Regions from separate parts of the Mus musculus genome. Here region 2 is linked to region 1. The links are chromatin contacts, called in public Micro-C maps. All regions are on one chromosome and are shown on one strand. The core of a region is the stretch at or near the end of the contact, and the rest is flanking DNA. Distances in the headings are between cores, read along the strand shown.

Region 1 (2,674 bases), core at 112-2,611:
TTCAATTGAGATGCATCTTTGACATGGAACATAGCCAACTACCTTTTGGTTGTTGTTGTTACTTTGGATTTTGTGGCATTTCTATATGGGCTATTTGAGGGGAAAAACAAACAAACAAACAAAATCAAAAGGAGTTAGGAGTTTTTATTACCAGATTGTCATAGATCTACCTGAAGGGGCCAAGTAGGGAAGAACTTACCAGACTCGGTACTTTATTCAGCCCCTCTTAGCTGCTGGCTGGGCCTCAGTGGTAGAGCATTAACCAGCACGTACATACGAGATACCCCAAGACCATGAAACAACTGAGAAATAGTCAACTATACATCAGTGGACAGTGATGAGCCCTCCAAAGCATCTTCATGGGTAGAAGGCCTGGCTCCCAGGCCACTCTCTGTCAACTATAATCTCTTAAGGTACTGGAGAAGTCACCATCTTGTAGGCCCTCACTTCCTCTCTACAAAAGAGCAGCATGCCCTGTCCTATGTGCCTTGTGTTTTAAGAACAGAATGGAAATTGTGTACAGGAAAGTATTTTGTAACGCGTTGAAACTCCATGTATACATGGTTCATCTTGTACTATCAATATATATCCCAACAAGTTGTCTGGAAGACAAATAGATGGGAGGGAGGAGACAAAACCAGACCTCTGTGGAGGAAGGATCTGAAGGGTACTGCATGGTAGCTCCAACTTTGTTTCTCACCTCAGCCATCCTAAGTAGGTGTGGAACGATCTTCTCTTACAGCTTCTGAATCGAGAGTACCCGCAGTGGTAAATTAAACCAAAGGGCTTGTCCTGCCCTTAATCCGGTCAGGAACTTCCTGCAGTGACATCACCCCTGATTTCTGGCTAAAGAAACTAAAGTTTTGAGAGATTAAGTAACCACTGTAGAAAGGGAGTAGCAATGGGATCCACACTTCTGATCTCAGGCTGTTCACCTTCTCAGCCCATGCTTTAACACTATTCACATTGCCTCTCTGTGCCCCGGCTTCTCATTACTTCAGAAATGAACTTATTAAGGAACCATTGGCTCACAGCAGACTCTGCTAGGTCCTGTGCAAAGCTGGGTTTGCCCTTGCTTGTCCATTTGAGCCACTCCCTACCACGCCCAACTGACTGCCAACCACAGGATTCCTGCCCTAATTCTGCCCTCTGATGCTCTGACAAACCTGATCCTGGGGTGTGCAGTCAGCAGCCTGCAAAGGGTGGAACTCAGACTAGCACCACACACGGGCTTCTTGTCCTTCAATCCCCATTGTTTGAGAGCAATTGCAGGATTTTCAAATTAGCCAGTAATGAGTAATGTTCAGTGAAGCTCACAGCTTTGGCATGCACATGCATTTCCCTACAAGCCAGGAGACTAATCCCTAGCTGGCACTGCCCAGGTTGTCTTAGTCATAGAGTTCCATGGTGTCTCTGTGAGTGTTGAGAACTGTGTAAGTGGGCCACAGTGTAACCTCAACTGCCTCAACTGCTGCATAGCTGCTGCAGAGAAAGATTTGTTTGGTTGTTTGTTTTATGTGTGCTCAAGTTTATGTGCGAGTGTGTGTGTGTGTGTGTGTGTGTGTGTGTGTGTGTGTGTGTATGTGTGGTCTATGTACACGGGAATGCATGCCCATGTTCACCCGAGCAGACACCAGAGGAAGACATGAGGCATCTTCCTCCATTGCCTTCCACCTTGTTTTCTGAGTCGAGAATCCCACAGAACCCAGAGTTTGCCATTGTGTCTAGACTGACCCAACAGCCATCTCCTAGTATCTACCTGTCTCCATCCCAGTGCTGGAGTAACATACTCATGTAGCTATGCAAGACTTTTATGTAGGGGCTGGGGATTTGAACTCGAGTTCTCTTGCTATCTCAGCCAACTTTGCCACCTGCCCAGCCATCACCTTGGCCCGAGGATGTTTTAGATCGATCTGAGAGCAATCAAGAGGACTCCTGCAGAGTTTCACAGTACTGCAGCAAGACACCTTTGCAGTGCTGATAGGCTATCCTTGTGCTTCCAACATCTGGAATCTCACCCCCTGTGCAGATATAGTGCAAAGTGAAACATAGCCCATGTGTTCTCTTGTCTGCCTTAGGCATCTGTTGCACTGAGGGAGCTTTGCCGTATAGTGATGGAGATTTCCCAGAAGCCTCAGGTAAGGCTCTGCTTAAGTCCTGTAGGCAGTCCACCAACCAAATGACTTGAAGTTCCTTCTTGAAATGTACACAATTTAGGAAGGCTGTCAGCACTAGCTACAGGACACACTGACTGGAAATAAGAAGCGGATACTTCCGTTTCTCTGTTAGGATAGTATTGGTGGAGTTCATACTCAGCTAACTGGGAAATCACACGTCTCCTGCAAGCATGAAATGTGGTCTGATAGAGGAAATTTATCATCATACTGTTTTAATTTTTCTCACACGTGTATATAATTGGGGACAAGAATGAAACTAAGTTGCTACATTTTTATGGTCTGCACTTAGGACATGATATTTTGTTGTGGCCTAGGACCTAAGAATAGAAAAATATAGCTGGGGAGAGCACTTGGCTGGGATGTGAGGCCTGAGGTTTTGTTCTGGCACTGGGAAAAATAACCAAGCAAACAAACCAACAAGCAAACAAGCCAACAAGGAGGAAGGACAAACTGGCCAACCGCACTGTCAGTGTTGGTTTGAAAGTTCTGTTTGTGTC
Region 2 (2,674 bases), core at 112-2,611, 73 kb before region 1:
AGGACCATGATGGGTCTCTTTGCTTAAGTGAAAATTTAAAAAATGCTTTGAAAATATTGGTGCTATTGAAATGTATATATTTCATAAAATAAACTCTCAGCTATTTTATGACTATTACTTAAAAGTGTAGCTCGATCAAAGAAAAGTAGAATGGATTGCAAGGTTGTGTGTATGGGAACACAGTGAAACTCTTTTACTTTGTGACTTAGGGTTTTAATTGTTCCTTTGCATAGAGGGTTCAAGAGCACTATCAGGAAACATTCGGCTTCCTAAGTCACAGGTTTCCTGTAGAAAAAAAATACCTGTTAACCTTTATTTTTATTTTATGTGTTAGGTATGCTGGCTAGTTCTATCACAACTTGACACAAGCTATTGCCATCGGAGAAGAGGGAAACTTCAGTGGAGAAATGGCCCTTACCAGACTGACCTGTGGGCAAGCCTGTGGCATGATTTCCTAATTGGTGATTTATGTGGATGACCCAGCCCTTTGTACAGTCTGAGACCTATGACTACACTCACTACTTGGAGAAGCTGAGTCACTTCTTTCAGACTTGTTTTCCATGTAGAAATGTGGAAATTTATACAGATACTTATATTTAAATATGTACTTATAATAGTACATCCTTCATTGGAATGCTGTAGATTAAATAAAATAAGAGAAAACCTTATCATTATTCTACTTCCGGTACCTTAAAATGGTGCCCAGCAATTCATAGCTAGTAAGTATTTGCTGAATAAGTGAATGATGGAACGTATAGTACAGATAAAGAGACTAAAACTGATGTATAAAAAACATAAGTTTGCATCTATTTCTGGAACCTTCTCTTATTCTGCCATTCTCTCTGTTCTTGGAGCGCCTCCAGATCAGGCAGGCCAGTAGCATTGTGCGCATGCTCAAGCGTCAGTTCTTCAGGAAAGATTCGTTTTTAGATTGTATAACATACGATGCACGCTATAGCTAATACATCTTCTGCATCTCTGTGTATTTGTTCTACATATGGCTCATGTTCTCACCACAACTTATTTCAAGGCAGCTACCTATAGCATTATCTCTGAATGAGGACGCCATTTGACTAGACTGTGAGGCGAGACTAGACTAGAGACACTTCAAGACTATTCGCCGAGCAGCCTAAAAGTAGCTCAGTTTATTTTTATTCCACTTTTTCCCCCCTTCATTTGGATACAACAGTATTCAGAGAGCTCATTTGTGCGTATGCCTCCTTTTTACGTCATGAACTTTTTTTTTTTTTATAAAGAGAATGAAGGCTCAGAGAAAGGAAATAAGAAACACAGACTACTTTTGCCAGTAGGGAGTCTCTAATCCAAGAAGAAAGACAGACCACAAAAATGCATGACCCACTTAGTGAGTGAGTATACGCTGGATAGAGTTACCGCATCCCCACACACTGGGAGAGAGAGCAGAATATGTCTGTCTGCTGAGTCCCTAAATCAAGGTGTAGAGAGTCGAGCTGATTGGTGCCTTGAGTTGGAGCCACACCTACTAGGAAGGCCTGTTGATCTTAAGTTGCAGACTCAGGTCACAGGCTTAACAGCATCTGAGAAACAGGAATCTGCCCCTTTCAAGCACCTTTGCCAAGAATAACCATGCTATGATATAATACATCAATTCCAGGGGGGGGGGGGGAATCAGCCATTGTTGATGCGGGCAGAAGCGACTCCTGTGTGACTGGTCCAGCAGCGAGCAGTGTTGCGGAAACTCTGGCATTTCCTGTCCTTTCCATGAAGGATCAAGAAACACTTTGTGGGAATTTTTGCTATTGTGGTTTTGGAGTCTGGGTCTCATGGCCCACGTTTTTCTATGGAGAGAATGAAGCCACGGCGACAGGGCAGAAGGAGTGAGGTAGGTTAGAGGGGGACTTAGCTTCAGTGCTTAGAATCACTTCTAATTGGCTCTGTAGCTCCCGAAGCTGTATCAGAGCACGCTCGGTTCTGAGTGATGTAACCTGTTTCTAACTGCTGCAGCCTTGACACTAACATCTGACCCACATAGGTGTGCTGGGTACACCTAGTTCCAGATAACTCAACAATATGCTTAGATCACCTTGCCTCACTCAGCCTCCTGCCTCAGCCTTTCCCTTCCTTCAAGAGGACTCTGACAGCCAGGAGACCAATCAGCAGCCGGTCTGCAGATGCAGCTTTCTCTGTTACCAGATTCTCACACTCATCACCACTGTGCACCTGCCTCTGTGATCGCCGAGTCTGGTGCTGGCTGTCCAGAGACAACCCTAACAGTCTCCAGCCTGTGGGAAATAGTCAAATTAGCCAAAGCCAAAGCGACTTATCCCCTGCCCCTCCAGACCCTCCCCTGGACCTAAAGCTCTCTGGCCCTCAGCCCCCATCCGTCTACACCGTGGTGGACTCTGGTACTTTCTGGGACAGCTGTTGTCAGGAGCCATCCTTTCAGAGCAACCACCCTGTAATAGGGTCTCCTTGTTCCTCAGATTTTCTACCACTACACTGTATTTGAAAACAATTGGGAACTGGTCTCTTCTAAGCCCTCTTAGCTATGGTGGGAACTCGGAAATATGAGAATTAGGAACTATGGGAGAAAATGTCTTGGTTGCGAGGACTCTTAGCTTTGCTTTGCTGGGAAGACTTCCCCCCAACCCCCACCCCCATGTTTTTTGAAGAACAGCTTCTTGTGGGGTCAGTG

What was found. Hi-C and Micro-C count contacts between places; a contact is called where the count stands out from the background.
Region 2: a contact with region 1 is called in a Micro-C map of muscle stem cells, with 1.9 times the contacts expected there. The contact joins two enhancer-like sites. A contact is called at or near these places in 1 of 39 promoter capture datasets (macrophages), 2 of 15 datasets of contacts at CTCF or cohesin (CD8 T cells and the NIH/3T3 cell line), 4 of 484 Hi-C or Micro-C datasets (embryonic fibroblasts, muscle stem cells, nephron progenitors and 1 more) and 2 of 115 datasets of contacts at active chromatin or transcription factors (embryonic fibroblasts and embryonic stem cells).

Annotation. Positions count from the first base shown.
Region 1 is chr5:76,344,903-76,347,576 of GRCm38.p6, reverse strand. Nmu (neuromedin U) reads left to right here. Exons shown (of 10, transcript NM_019515.1): 4 at 2,079-2,138. Gm34175 (a long non-coding RNA gene) reads right to left here. Exons shown (of 3, transcript XR_389299.2): 2 at 701-855; 3 at 1-90. Among named protein-coding and RNA genes, the nearest start is that of Gm34175, 3.7 kb to the right of the region's middle. Within about 2 kb of position 1,361, at least 43 of the 459 cell types and tissues checked have an H3K27ac peak or open chromatin away from gene starts, as enhancers often do. A contact at or near this core is called in muscle stem cells, where this site is marked.
Region 2 is chr5:76,417,833-76,420,506 of GRCm38.p6, reverse strand. No RefSeq gene overlaps it. Among named protein-coding and RNA genes, the nearest start is that of Nmu, 55 kb to the right of the region's middle. Within about 2 kb of position 1,361, at least 26 of the 459 cell types and tissues checked have an H3K27ac peak or open chromatin away from gene starts, as enhancers often do. A contact at or near this core is called in muscle stem cells, where this site is marked.